Regions from separate parts of the Mus musculus genome. Here regions 1 and 2 are each linked to region 3. Evidence: chromatin contacts called from public Hi-C and HiChIP or PLAC-seq data. All regions are on one chromosome and are shown on one strand. The core of a region is the stretch at or near the end of the contact, and the rest is flanking DNA. Distances in the headings are between cores, read along the strand shown.

Region 1 (4,285 bases), core at 1,740-4,239, 270 kb before region 3:
GCTTCCTGCATCTAGGCAGACAACTAAGCTCTGCAACATTGTTCGCAGACTTAGTATTGGACAGTATACTGTTTTAGAATAAAATGTACCCTGTACATTTCTGTCTCTAAAGTGCTTCCCTCAGACCTAACATTTTGAAGTCCAAATAAGAGCCCTGACGAGAGATGAGAGCTTTCTCAGATGGGTACAAGGTTTCTATTGTAATTAAGTAAGGTACTCAGTAGGCCTAGTTAGTGTAGAAACAAACCCAAAGCAAAATCACAAACAAATGCCACTCCACACAAGTTGCTATGCTCCAACAACCATAATCATTTAGTCAAGATGTGAAAAACAGGAAACTACACTGTGGTGAGAATGAGAAACTGTGCTTTGAAAAGCAGCTTGCCTATTCTCCCAATCAATAGTCAAGATACCAAACAAGCAACAAGCCAGAATCAAACCCATGTCCACACAAATCATCTTCATTGTAAACGTATGTTCAGACTGCATACTCAAAATGACTAAGACACACATGTCCAAACTAATGATTTCCTGGACTCCAAGAATGCTTTTTATCAATATAAAATCTCTAATTGAAAGACAACTGCCTTTCACACCCTAAAATATCTGTTGTGCTACCTTTCACAGCTTCCTTTCCCTTCACTGTCAGAAGCAGTGCCTGAATAGGAAACCACAGATTTTCTGCTCCCTATATATTGGGACAAACAAATGAACAAATTCAAGACAGGAGGTTACACCAAGAGATGACCGCACATGTCTTTTGTGAATCTCACTCCGACCTCCCAATGTATGTATACATTCTCTGCTGCATTGGTACCAACAACAGAATCCAATGTGTGTCTCCACATGAAAACATACTGTCAGGAAGCAGGAAGGACAATGTCACAATAATGTGACATTTAGAGTTCCTAGTCTCCTATAGAAATCTCAGAAAATGCTGGCATGATTTAATTAATACATTTATCTGAGTTCAAGAAACAAGACTTAAAGAAATGGGAAAGATGTATTTAAGTGTGCAAAGTCTACAGTTTATATGGGCAACTGCTCTTCCTTGTACAAGTTACTGAGCTACTACTTACTCTGTACATGTGAAAGATGGCAGAGTTGATTAGGACTGTTTTTAAAAAGAGAGAAAAAAACAGCCTAGAGAAACCCAATATATATTTGAAGTATTTAAAATCCTCCAGTTCAGTACAGTGTTTTTCTTTAGAAATAAAAATAGATACTAATTGTAAAAGTTGCCAAAATTAACAACTCCTGCAGGCACTACATACATGCACTGGGTGCACAGAAATACATTCTGGCACAACAACAACACCACGTACACATGAAAGAAAACTAAAGCAGCAACTTCAAGAATGACAAAACCATTTTCATTTGCCAGCTCAAAAATACACTTCTCGTATGGCAAATTATGTAACTAAATACCTTATTATCATTCTTAGAAAAATGATGAAATCTTACACCATTGAGCAGGTATGCCCATGATATATAAATTAATCATACTTTTATACAGTATTTTCACTCTAGGCATCCTAAGTAGTTCATACTAATTCTAATAAAGTATAACTACTGTTTTATTATGATTAGTTATTAATCTCAACGTTCCTGATAGTAAGAATCCGTAGTAATAAGTATGCATGGCAGGAGGAGGAACAGAATTCAGTGCTATATGGTTCTGAGCATCTACTCTGGACTGAGGAATGAGAAGCTAATGAGAGGTGTGAAATGGAGCTAACAGAGTTTAAAGAGAGAGCCAAGAATCATCGATGATCAGAAAAATGAGCCTGGGCAGCCTTGAAGAAGCATGAGAGCAGAGAAATAAGGATGTGTCTTTTCTTACCTACCAACAGAAGCAACCACCAGTGCCAAAAGAGTACACATGATACACTACATGAAAGTATACATGTACACATGAGCTGACCACACAGCAAGAGTGCAGAAGCCTGAGAAACTTCCAGGCAGAACTCCTAAGTTATTCAATATGGGGGATGGGAGGGCATGGACACAAATTAATATGGAATATTGCTTGGCCACAAAAAAAAAAATCTGTAAATCAGAGACATTTTTAAAAGATTTCTTTATTTAATGCATGAGTGCCCTGTGTGTATATGTACACCTGCATGCCAGAAGAGGGCATCAGATCCCAGTATAGATAAAACCACCATGCAGTTGCTGGGAATTGAACTATGGAAGAGCAGATTGTGCACTTAAGCAAAGAGCCATCTCCCCAGCCCTGACCAAGAACATCTAAGCTTGTGACATAAATGGTTTGTACTTCTAGTAACAGAACACTACATCACACTATAAACCTAAATTTAACATGTCAATTCATTTCACATGAAAGAGAAATCTAGAAAGAGTAACAGTTCATGAGAAGGATAGGGCTAAAAATAACCCAGGCCACCTGTTTCATTAACCTGATCCAACAGAATTTTGCCACCTTGTAGAAGGAAGGTGTGAAGAAGTAGCTGTGTGTGAGTAAAACGGACAAATGACTGATTTATTCACAATAATGTCTGGTTTTCAGACATTATTGCTTACCATTACTAGCTGGAGGTATGCTCTATTTTCTTCATTATTGATGAGAACAGACAATACTCATATTTTTACTTACAAAAGATGATGTATCCATGAAAACAAATAGACAAAATAAGACAGTGCCATTTCTCTTGCCTGGTGATGGGAATCCCCAGGAGAGCTATCCTATTTATTCAACAAAGCACTACCAAAACACTACAGCCTAATCCTCCCTTTCCTGGTACCCAGGTCCCTTATCCTTCAGCTTTTCCTCAGAAGATCTTCCAAGCAAAACAGTCAGAATTCAAAGCTCTTGGGCAAAAACTGTAATTATCAGGCTGCCAATGCCAAAAAATCCAGCCACACTTCTAAAACAGTACTCTTTAATTTGTCCTCTACATCCAGAATGAACAACCCTTTAAATAGAAATGGGAATTTTCCAACATGGAAATAGCTCTTTAGTGAAACCACTCTTTCGGACTAACCCAATTAGGCCCACTTCTCTCACACAGGCATAAACTGGAACATAGAATGTGACTATGATAGTAAATGGAAACACTAAAAATGTACCTGCCCACAGAGTTCCACTTTCAAATGGAACATTTTTTCTTTAGCAGCTACCACCACACCAAAAGGAAGTCCCATCTTTGAGTAGAAACTAAGACCTAAAACAGGAATTACATCCTGCATAGCTAAGAAATCAATATAAACTTCAAGGTCAAAAGTCATGAACATTAGTTATGCTGTAAGTTAAGAAGTCTCACTGGACCCGGGCAGTGGTAGTGCACGCCTTTAATCCCAGCACTTGGGAGGCAGAGGCAGGCGGATTTTTGAGTTTCAGAGCAGCCTAGTCTACAGAGTGAGTGCCAGGACAGCCAAGGCTACACAGAGAAGTCCTGTATCGGGGGGGGGGGGGGGGGAGGAGGAGGGAGGAAGGAAGGAAGGAAGGAAGGAAATAGGAGGAAAAAAGAAGAGGAAGAAGGAGGAGAAGAAAAAAGGAAGAGGAGAAGAAGAAGAAAAAAGAACAAGAAGTGGTCGTTGTCTCACTGGAAATATTTCCATCCCTAAAGCACACACTATTAACTTAAAATTCTGCTTCTGTACAAATGCTGTTTTGTGGTCTTAATTAGCCAGTTTTCAATTGATTTGCCTCCGTATACTACAAAAATCCATTTAAGAATACTTACTTGTTGCTGAAGAAATACTCTGATCAGTAAATTGTTCGTCAACCAAGCATGAGACCCTGAGTCAGGACACACAAATCCTCACATAAAAAGCTGGTCACCACATTACAATCTTAATGTTAGGGAGTTGGAAACAGGGGGATCCCTCAGGCTTGCTGTTCACCTAACTCTACTTATATTGGTGTCTCCATGTTCAGTGAAGAGACCCTTTCTAAAAGGTCGTTTCATTCATTTTTTTATTACTTATTGCTTAATTCCTAAATGTTCACCTTCTAAAAGTTTAGGTGTATAATAAATAACAAAGAGTACAATACAGCTTTAAGCAAACAGTCCATTTTCACTGCTCTAATTAAGCTAAGCTGACTCCCTCTGCACTTGACACTCAGCTGTGTGTGTCTATTATGGTATACACGGGGCCCAGGTGAAGCAAGCCTTATGGTGATAGTGAGGACATGACACGTGGGTCATCAACCAACTGCAGGAGAGCTGAGGGAAATGCAGCAAGGCCACACCAAAGCCACTAATCTGCCCTACAGACCAGAGACACATCAGCATAATTGAAACCAGAATGTGAGAAAGCC
Region 2 (3,758 bases), core at 396-2,895, 290 kb after region 3:
GCAATCAACGTAACAGAGAATGGAAGATCTGCCAGATGGACTCGATGCCAAGAGAGATGCCCGAGGGCAGTCATTCTACAGGAATGGGAAGATGAGAACCCACATCACACTGTTCAAATGTCCCCTTCCCAGAGATCCCCAAATTATTCACCCAAAAGACCTTATCACACAGCAGGAAGAGGTCCCAGAAAACCTGGCTTTTCTGAGACAAGACAGCATGGTGCCCAATGCCTGGGCTTTGGAGTCAGGCCAGCATGAGCTGTAAGCCCAAGTTTACTCTTCATAGGAGTTAATTTTAGTCTTTTCTGTCTCTGTGTTCTTAACCTTTGACCTGAACCTTTAACCTTAAACTTGAAACTTTATCCTTAAATGAAGCATAAAACCTACTCACATTAAAGTAGGGGGGGGTGGCAACAAATTCGTGCACCAGGAGTTCTAGAGCTGGGGGGAGGGACGAGAAATCTGCAACATACAAAGTGCAGCTGTGCACAGTAATACAGGTGAATCTCACACACTAACGCTGAGTGACAGGTCAGACAAGAGAGTATATACATAGTGTACACTGCACGTGTGCAGGGTGAAAGTGTATGCGAGCACGTGTGCAAAGTAAAAGTGTACACCAGCATGTGTGTAAAGTAAGAGTGTATACCAGTGTGTGTGCAAAGTGAACATATACAGCAGCATGTGTGCAGAGTGAAAGTGTACACCAGTGTGTGTGCAAAGTGAAAGCTGTGGGAACCAAACCTGCGTTGTCATAAGCTGAGGTGGGGTTACCTAATGTGGGGGGGAGGGGATGGAGGTGTGGCTGTGAGACAGGTGAGCATCTCTGGTGTGGCTTCTCTTACACCAGAGAGTCTCAACCTGTGGGTCGAGACCCCTTTGGGAGTCAAACAACCGTTTCACGGGGGTCGTCTAAGACCACCAGAACACATAGAGATTTACATTACGATTCATAATACTTAGCAAGATTACAGTCAGGAAGTAGCAGTGAAAATAATCTTGTGGTTGGGGGTTACTACAACATGAGGGTCTGTATTAAAGTGACAGGGCATCAGAGCCACTGCCTTAGACAGGGTGAGCAGGGCCAAGGCTAGATCATCATCTAGTCACAAAGCACGCGACCTCTCTCACGAATACGTCAGTGACTGATTAAACCAAGGGAATAGGTTTAGGGTGTTTGGACTCCTTACTGTCTTGGCCTTTCATGGGCTCAAAAGTGACCAATCCCATTAAAAATTACCTTCAATCCACATCCAGTTCCTGCCGTATACACACACGCGCGCGCACACACACACATGCACACACACATGTGCACACACACTCACACACACACACACACACACACACACACACACACACGCACGCACATGCACACCACACGCACAGCCTGTCAGAGCAGCATGGTTGTATTCATCCTTCAACCCTAGTAGGCATCCATTCAACCCCTCCCACTCTAGGAACCCTTTCTCATTTTTCTTTTAATAAATACGAGTTCACCCTGCTTCTCCTTGCCCACAATTCTTCCTTCTCAGACAGGAGCCAATAAGTTCAGAAGCCACTGGCTTCTGGTGGCTTTAGTGGTAGCTGAGTTTCCAGGACCAGAGCCCCTGACTTAAACCCGCCATGAGCCCTACAAGGTTCTGTAGTACTCATCCCACATCACAGGGCCACCCACATCCTAGTGGTTTCTTCTGAGTGGTGGTTTCTGAGGTGTGTCCAGTTTGTGCAATTCACAGAATTATGTCTTTAAAATTTTGTGTCAGTTTCTATATAAATGTTAGTCTTCAGGAAGGTTTTTAATGAGTAGATCATATCAGTATTAACCACAAAAAATGTGGGGATTAATAGGGCAGTATATGTGTCAACTACTTATTACTGTCACCATTTTTACTGTCCTTTGTGGGTACTGGCAGTAAGTGTAGTTCCTTCTCCAAAGACCTGTCCCATCTGGGTAAAGTTTGAAGCTCAGATTTTAAATAAGAAGCTGTATAAAAGGCCTGGGATTTTAACCAGAGGCCGACTCCTGGGCACCCATCCTTTCTAACTCAGAGTCTTACTCAAGTGAGGGGAAAGGAGGAGGGTAAATTTGTCTGTGAGCATCTAAATTTGAGATGAGATAGATCTCTAAGTATTTTTTTTCCTTCAAACATTAACAAGAAAACAAAACGCACCCCCTTTCCCTTTTCGAGTGTGCAAAAAATAGCTCAGCAGGCCAGTTTCTGCTGTCCTTAACTCGTTTATCCTCCCTCTAGCTTTCTCTTTGGGTAAAAATAGCAACTTAATCTATTGACAGACAAGGGCTTTCCACATTCGGAACTCCATTTGGAGCTGCGGCTCTTCGTTGCTGACTCTCTAATACAGATGTTTGGGGCATGATGTAAACTCCAAACCATCCTCCTGTCAGCTCAGCAGAGAAGACAAACAGAAGCTTGATCTTGAAAGCAGGGCCCCGCCATAAACCAGCTGACACAAATGCCGTGGTACTTCACCCCACAGAAAGATCTTAATAAGCAAGCTTTACTGGTCAGCATATTGCTGTGGCAGATTTAAATATAGCCCATGCTTTCTGTCCCCTTCATGAGTCTGCAGCTTTTTGCACAAAATGAGGCCTCCGTTCACAGGATGTAAGGAGTGTGAGCAGGGTGGGGGAAGGGGGCGGGGGGGGGGATGCTTCTCTATGCCATGGTTTATATGGCCATGATGGAGCCACAGTGTGAAGGCATTAAACAGCGGGCCGCCTGCAGTGGGCCCTGATGTCAAGAGGCCCGGTACTCAGAACGGCAGTCTCTATGGCAGAGTCAACATTAAGAACCTGGAGGGAAAAGCTGCAGTCCTCATCTTGACCCACCAGACCTGCTCCAGCTGGCTTTCTACCTACCTCCTCTCTCCTTTGCATCCCGTGTGGGAACCTCGATGCTCTGCCAGCTTTTTGCTGATCTACCGTGTGTGTCTCTTCTACCCCTTGATAAGACTTTCTAGAGTACAACCCTAGCTCTGCGACTTGGGATTGCACCCCTTAACCTTTCTTGGCCCGAGACTGCTTGTCTGTAAAACAAGGAACACAGTGGACCCGCCTAGGGCTCTTATTCGGATAAAATGTGCTAATAGACACAGAAGCTCTGAAAACTGTGTTTGGCCAGATTGCCGGAAGCGCTCAGCAAATGACAGTGATTATTCAGTCTCTTTCTAAATTATTCAGCTCTTCCGTTCACATGGATGTAGTCACTCATCCCATGTCAACCAGGGAGGAAAATGCACAGACCAAGGGATTTAGAGAGATGACCTGAATTTGATGAATTTTAATAGAGGTTGAGTTCTTGAATTATGGGTAGACTTTAAAAACTAGTGTTTTCTTCCCCAGAACTGCTGATGTTGACTTTTTAGATCATGGGATTTATCGTATGGAGAGCTGCCCTGGGTAGGGTAGTTAATATCACCATTGGCTTCTCTCCATTAGCTGCATAAACCCCATCCTAAACCACAACTCACAATGTCTTCAGAAATTGTCAAATGTCTCCTGGGGACAAAAGTGTCCCTTGCTGAGAACCACTGGTTGCACCAAGACTCCTCTGTAGACCTAGACCAGGGAGACATGAGTGAATCATGGAAAGAGAAGGAACGGGGAGGAGGAACAGGGAGCTGCCCGAGGACCTTCTTAAATTTCTAGTCCGGGTTCTACTACTAGGGAGAATATTCAAAACTCGTGAAATAGCAGCTTTTAAAAGATGAGAGGGTGATTTGGGCTCTCTGCTTGGACA
Region 3 (3,999 bases), core at 993-3,492:
GACACTAAGTATTTGGGAGTGTTTGAACAGTGGCGAGGGTGGTGGCGCTCTGGCTGGATGTGCTACAGGTATAAAACTAAGAAGCCTTCCAAGGGTGATGTCGAGCAGAAGGGAGTAGAGCACATGACAGTGCTTTGTCTTTAAGCAGAAGAGCTGAGATCCAGCTGAGCCAGGTGACAGTGGAGGTCTGTGTAGCAAGGGCTTGTTCCTAAAGGGGCCACCAGCTTAAATGTCCCGCGCCACCAGTGCTGCTGCAGGAAGTCCACAGGGTCTGTGACTGTTGAGACCTTGTGCTGTCCAATGACATGCTCCAAGCTCCCATGCTGACCTACTTTGTATGAAAAACGGATAGCATCAAATCATGTCTCAGTCACCGTCCTTAAGGGCTCAGTGACTTCCAGTGGTGAGTGGCACCAGAAACAGAAACTGTAGAGACTGTTTCTCACCCAATAGAAAGTTGAGGTTCTATCAGACAATAAGGACTTGTATAGTTTCTTTCTTTCTTTTTAATTTCTTTTTGACACATGGCCTCGTGCACTGAGTCTAGCCCTTCCCGGGTAGCCAAAGCTGACCTTGAATTGCTGATCCTTTTAACTCTACCTCTCAAGTGCTGGGATTACTGGCCTACATACCTGGTTGTAGACAGTGCTGGGAATGAGCCCAGGGTGTCATGCTAAACAGGCAGTTTACTGACTAACTTCATCCCAAGCCTCAATTTCATCCCTTAAAAAAAAAGTCAAGTCCCATTCCATGTACTTGCCCACTGCATTTTGTTGATCCTCTCACCTGCTGATGGACACCTACACTGTTTCTGCCTCATGGCCTTTGTGTAAAGGACTGCCACGAACGTGGTCAGTGCCCAGATGTGTCTTTGCAACCCGGCTTTCAATTCCTTCGAGTAGGCTTACTGGATCCCGGGAGTGGCGTTGCTAGAGTGTACGGTTAATTATATGTCTGATACTTTAGGTAGCCATGACATGGCTTTCCATTGCATTTGCACCTTTAGCACACTCCCCAGCAGTGTGTAAGGGCTCCAGTTTCTCTATATCCTCACCAATGCTAATTTCCTATGCCTGTGCACACACTCGTGTGCTCATAGTAGATTTTCTGATGGGTGTGAGGAAAGATCTCCGTGAGTATCGATTTGTCTTCTCCTAATCATTAGTGAGGCTAACTATCTTTCCGTGTGTTATTGGCCAGAGGACTTTCATGGAATAGGAAGGGTTAAAAGTATGAGAACTCACCCTTTAACAAGCTTAAATAGTTGTTTCAGCTGGGCGGGCGTGGTGGCGCATGCCTTTAATCCCAGCACTCGGGAGGCAGAGGCAGGTGGATTTCTGAGTTCGAGGCCAGCCTGGTCTACAAAGTGAGTTCCAGGACAGCCAGGGCTATACAGAGAAACCCTGTCTTGAAAAACTAAAACAAACAACAACAACAAAAAAAACCCAAAAAACCAACAACAACAAAGAAGAACAAGAGGGCTGGTGAGATGGCTCAGTGGTTAAGAGCACTGACTACTCTACCGAAGGCCCCGAGTTCAAATCCCAGCAACCACATGGTAGCTCACAACCATCCGTAAAAAGATATGACTCCCTCTTCTGGTGTGTCTGAAGACAGCTACAGTGTACTTACATATAATAAATAAATAAATCTTTAAAAAGAAAAACCAAGAACAAAAACAAATAGTTGTTTCAATGTCTTCTTACGTTCTTACTATTTCTCTGGTGTGGGGCCATATTTCACTGTGTTTATTTTGCCTAGACAAAAAATTTTAAAGGCTTTTGGCTAAACCATGGTAAAGTTTAATCCTTTCCTGAAACAGATAGTTCAAGACCTGGGGGCTCTAGAAAGCTGGTGATTCCCCCCCCCTCCCCCCGTGTAGGAAAAGATTTTTTTGTCTTTATTCATTGGGACTTGTTAGGATAGGAGAACTGAGCTCTGAGAAATAAAACCTCTATGCACGGCCCATGGACCTAAAGGACAGCCATCTGGCACGCCCAGCTCTAGTTCTCGGGGTTGTAGTGATCTTTGGTGGTGCCTTGGCTTTTCGTAACATCTCAAATGTGACAGTCTACCATTAACTGCCACCAAGGGGAATTAAGGGAACGGCTTGTGGCCAGCCTGGGGTGAAACTCAGGGTACAGCAGCTGCCTGCAGAGTCGGGTTTCAGAGCACAACCAGGGTTGGGCAGTGGCATGGGGCCAGGTGGCAGTTGAGGTGGCAAGTGATCAGCGGGACAGATTGGTACAGCATGTGGGCATTCCCTGGGGATTCCCAAAGCGATCTGTAGTAGGGAGCTGGCCAGGTCTAACTTTCTTGCTGTCAAGCACAATGAGGCTTGTTGGTCTGATTTGGGTATCGCAGGGAATAGTCTCAGGCTGATGAAGTCATTCTCCTTTGCCCCTCCCTTCCATCTGCCAGTTCTAGGTGGGTACCCTAGTGGTGCTCATGCATGTGCCCTGTATATGGGCATGGCTGTTCTTAATGGATGCCATCCACCCTGTTTAGTAAGATGGGCTTACTGATTTGGCTGGCTAGCCAGGACGCCTGTCTCTACCTCCCTAGGACTGAGGTTATAAATTCATTCCCTCATTCCTGGTTGTTCGATGTGAATTCTGAGCATCAAACTCAGGTCCTCAGGCATGAGGGACAAACACTGTACTGACTAGGTCATCTCCCCAGGCTGTCAAAATGGGGTCTTAGGGGTACAAGCCCTTGCACAAAGCCTGAAAGTGTGAGTTTATCACCAGAATACAAGGTAGAAGAAGGAGAGAACCAACTCCTGAAAGTTGTCCTCTGTCCTCTGCACTGGTGTCTGCCTGCCTCTGTCTTTCTGTCACTCTGTCTTTCCCACACATTAATAATAAATAAAATAGCGAGAAATAGAGATTACAGGGAGGTCCAGACACAAACGTGAAAAGCGTCCCTAAGCAGGGGTTTTCTGTTAAGAGTTTTGAATAGGAAATGTTGCTTTGATAAAGGTTGGCAGCATTTGAAAGTGCATCTTGGTGTAAGTCCTGGTCATTTGACCTACAATCAGAAGGGTTGCATCAGACTAGCTGTTTTCATATTTTCCCCCTCTAAGTTCTGGGGTGCTGAGACACCCCCCAGGGACCGTGAAAGCAGAAGCTCTGTCTGACCCTCATCAGAGAACTTCCCTCCTGACTTCTAGGCTGTGGGACGATGTCACAGCTGAGGAAGGCTGGGGGACCCAAGGCTGTCAAGGCTCTGCAAATCAACTTCTCTGCTTTTATGAGCATTGCGGTGATTGTGGCAATGATATTATTACTTTGCACTTACTACGACTCTGTGAATTGATTTATAAGATGATACTCCCACCCAGAAAACAAAAGTCTGGCTTGCCTGGGCCTAATGATCCCCTCTTCCTTAGCTTCTAAGTACTGAGATTACAGATCTATACTGTCACATCTGGCTAAGATGACACTTAAAGAAGAGTAATACAACTATATGTATGTATGTATATATATATATATATATATATATATATACACACACACATATATATGTGTATATGTGTGTCTTTAAATTCTAGCTCCACAAAGTAGAGAAACATGCAGTGTTTGTGTTTCTAAATCTAGCTTATTTTGCTTAACATAATGGCTTCTCGTTCTTCCCATTCTCTTGTATGCGCTGCAATTTCATTTTTTTCTTATACACCAGTCACGGTGGCAGATGTTTTTAATCCCAGCATACAAAACATTGTTGTTTATAGTTGCATGAAATTCAAGGAACCACACTTTCTTACTTTAAAAAAGATTTTATTTATGTATTTTATGTATACGGGTGTTTTGTCCACATGTATGTCTGCACACCAGAAGAAGGTATTGGATCCCATGGGCTACAGTTAGAGATGTTTGAGAGCCACCAGGTGGGTGCTTGGAATTGAACCCAGGACTTCTGAAGAGCAGCCAGGGCTTTTAACCACTGACCCATCTCGCTAGACCCTGAACCACATTTTCTTTATCCCTCCTCTGTTGA

The links. A called contact is a pair of places that touch in the nucleus more often than the background predicts. HiChIP or PLAC-seq counts read pairs in DNA pulled down with a chosen protein or histone mark.
Region 1: a contact with region 3 is called in a Hi-C map of B cells, with 1.6 times the contacts expected there. The contact joins two enhancer-like sites. A contact is called at or near these places in 3 of 484 Hi-C or Micro-C datasets (B cells, macrophages and nephron progenitors), 3 of 115 datasets of contacts at active chromatin or transcription factors (bone marrow-derived macrophages and embryonic stem cells) and 1 of 9 other capture datasets (embryonic stem cells).
Region 2: a BATF HiChIP or PLAC-seq map of CD8 T cells shows a contact between it and region 3, with 8 read pairs. The contact joins two enhancer-like sites. A contact is called at or near these places in 2 of 484 Hi-C or Micro-C datasets (cortical neurons and muscle stem cells) and 2 of 115 datasets of contacts at active chromatin or transcription factors (CD8 T cells and bone marrow-derived macrophages).

Annotation. Positions count from the first base shown.
Region 1 is chr13:44,807,260-44,811,544 of GRCm38.p6, reverse strand. All of the region lies in intron 1 of Jarid2 (jumonji, AT rich interactive domain 2), which reads right to left. Among named protein-coding and RNA genes, the nearest start is that of Jarid2, 78 kb to the right of the region's middle. Within about 2 kb of position 2,989, at least 24 of the 459 cell types and tissues checked have an H3K27ac peak or open chromatin away from gene starts, as enhancers often do. A contact at or near this core is called in B cells, where this site is marked.
Region 2 is chr13:44,247,203-44,250,960 of GRCm38.p6, reverse strand. It overlaps Gm29676 (a long non-coding RNA gene), which reads left to right. Exons shown (of 2, transcript XR_382289.1): 2 at 1-869. Among named protein-coding and RNA genes, the nearest start is that of Gm29676, 11 kb to the left of the region's middle. Within about 2 kb of position 1,645, at least 31 of the 459 cell types and tissues checked have an H3K27ac peak or open chromatin away from gene starts, as enhancers often do. A contact at or near this core is called in CD8 T cells, where this site is marked.
Region 3 is chr13:44,539,729-44,543,727 of GRCm38.p6, reverse strand. The region is part of intron 3 of Gm34276 (a long non-coding RNA gene); the gene reads left to right. Among named protein-coding and RNA genes, the nearest start is that of Gm34276, 27 kb to the left of the region's middle. Within about 2 kb of position 2,242, at least 53 of the 459 cell types and tissues checked have an H3K27ac peak or open chromatin away from gene starts, as enhancers often do. A contact at or near this core is called in B cells and CD8 T cells, where this site is marked.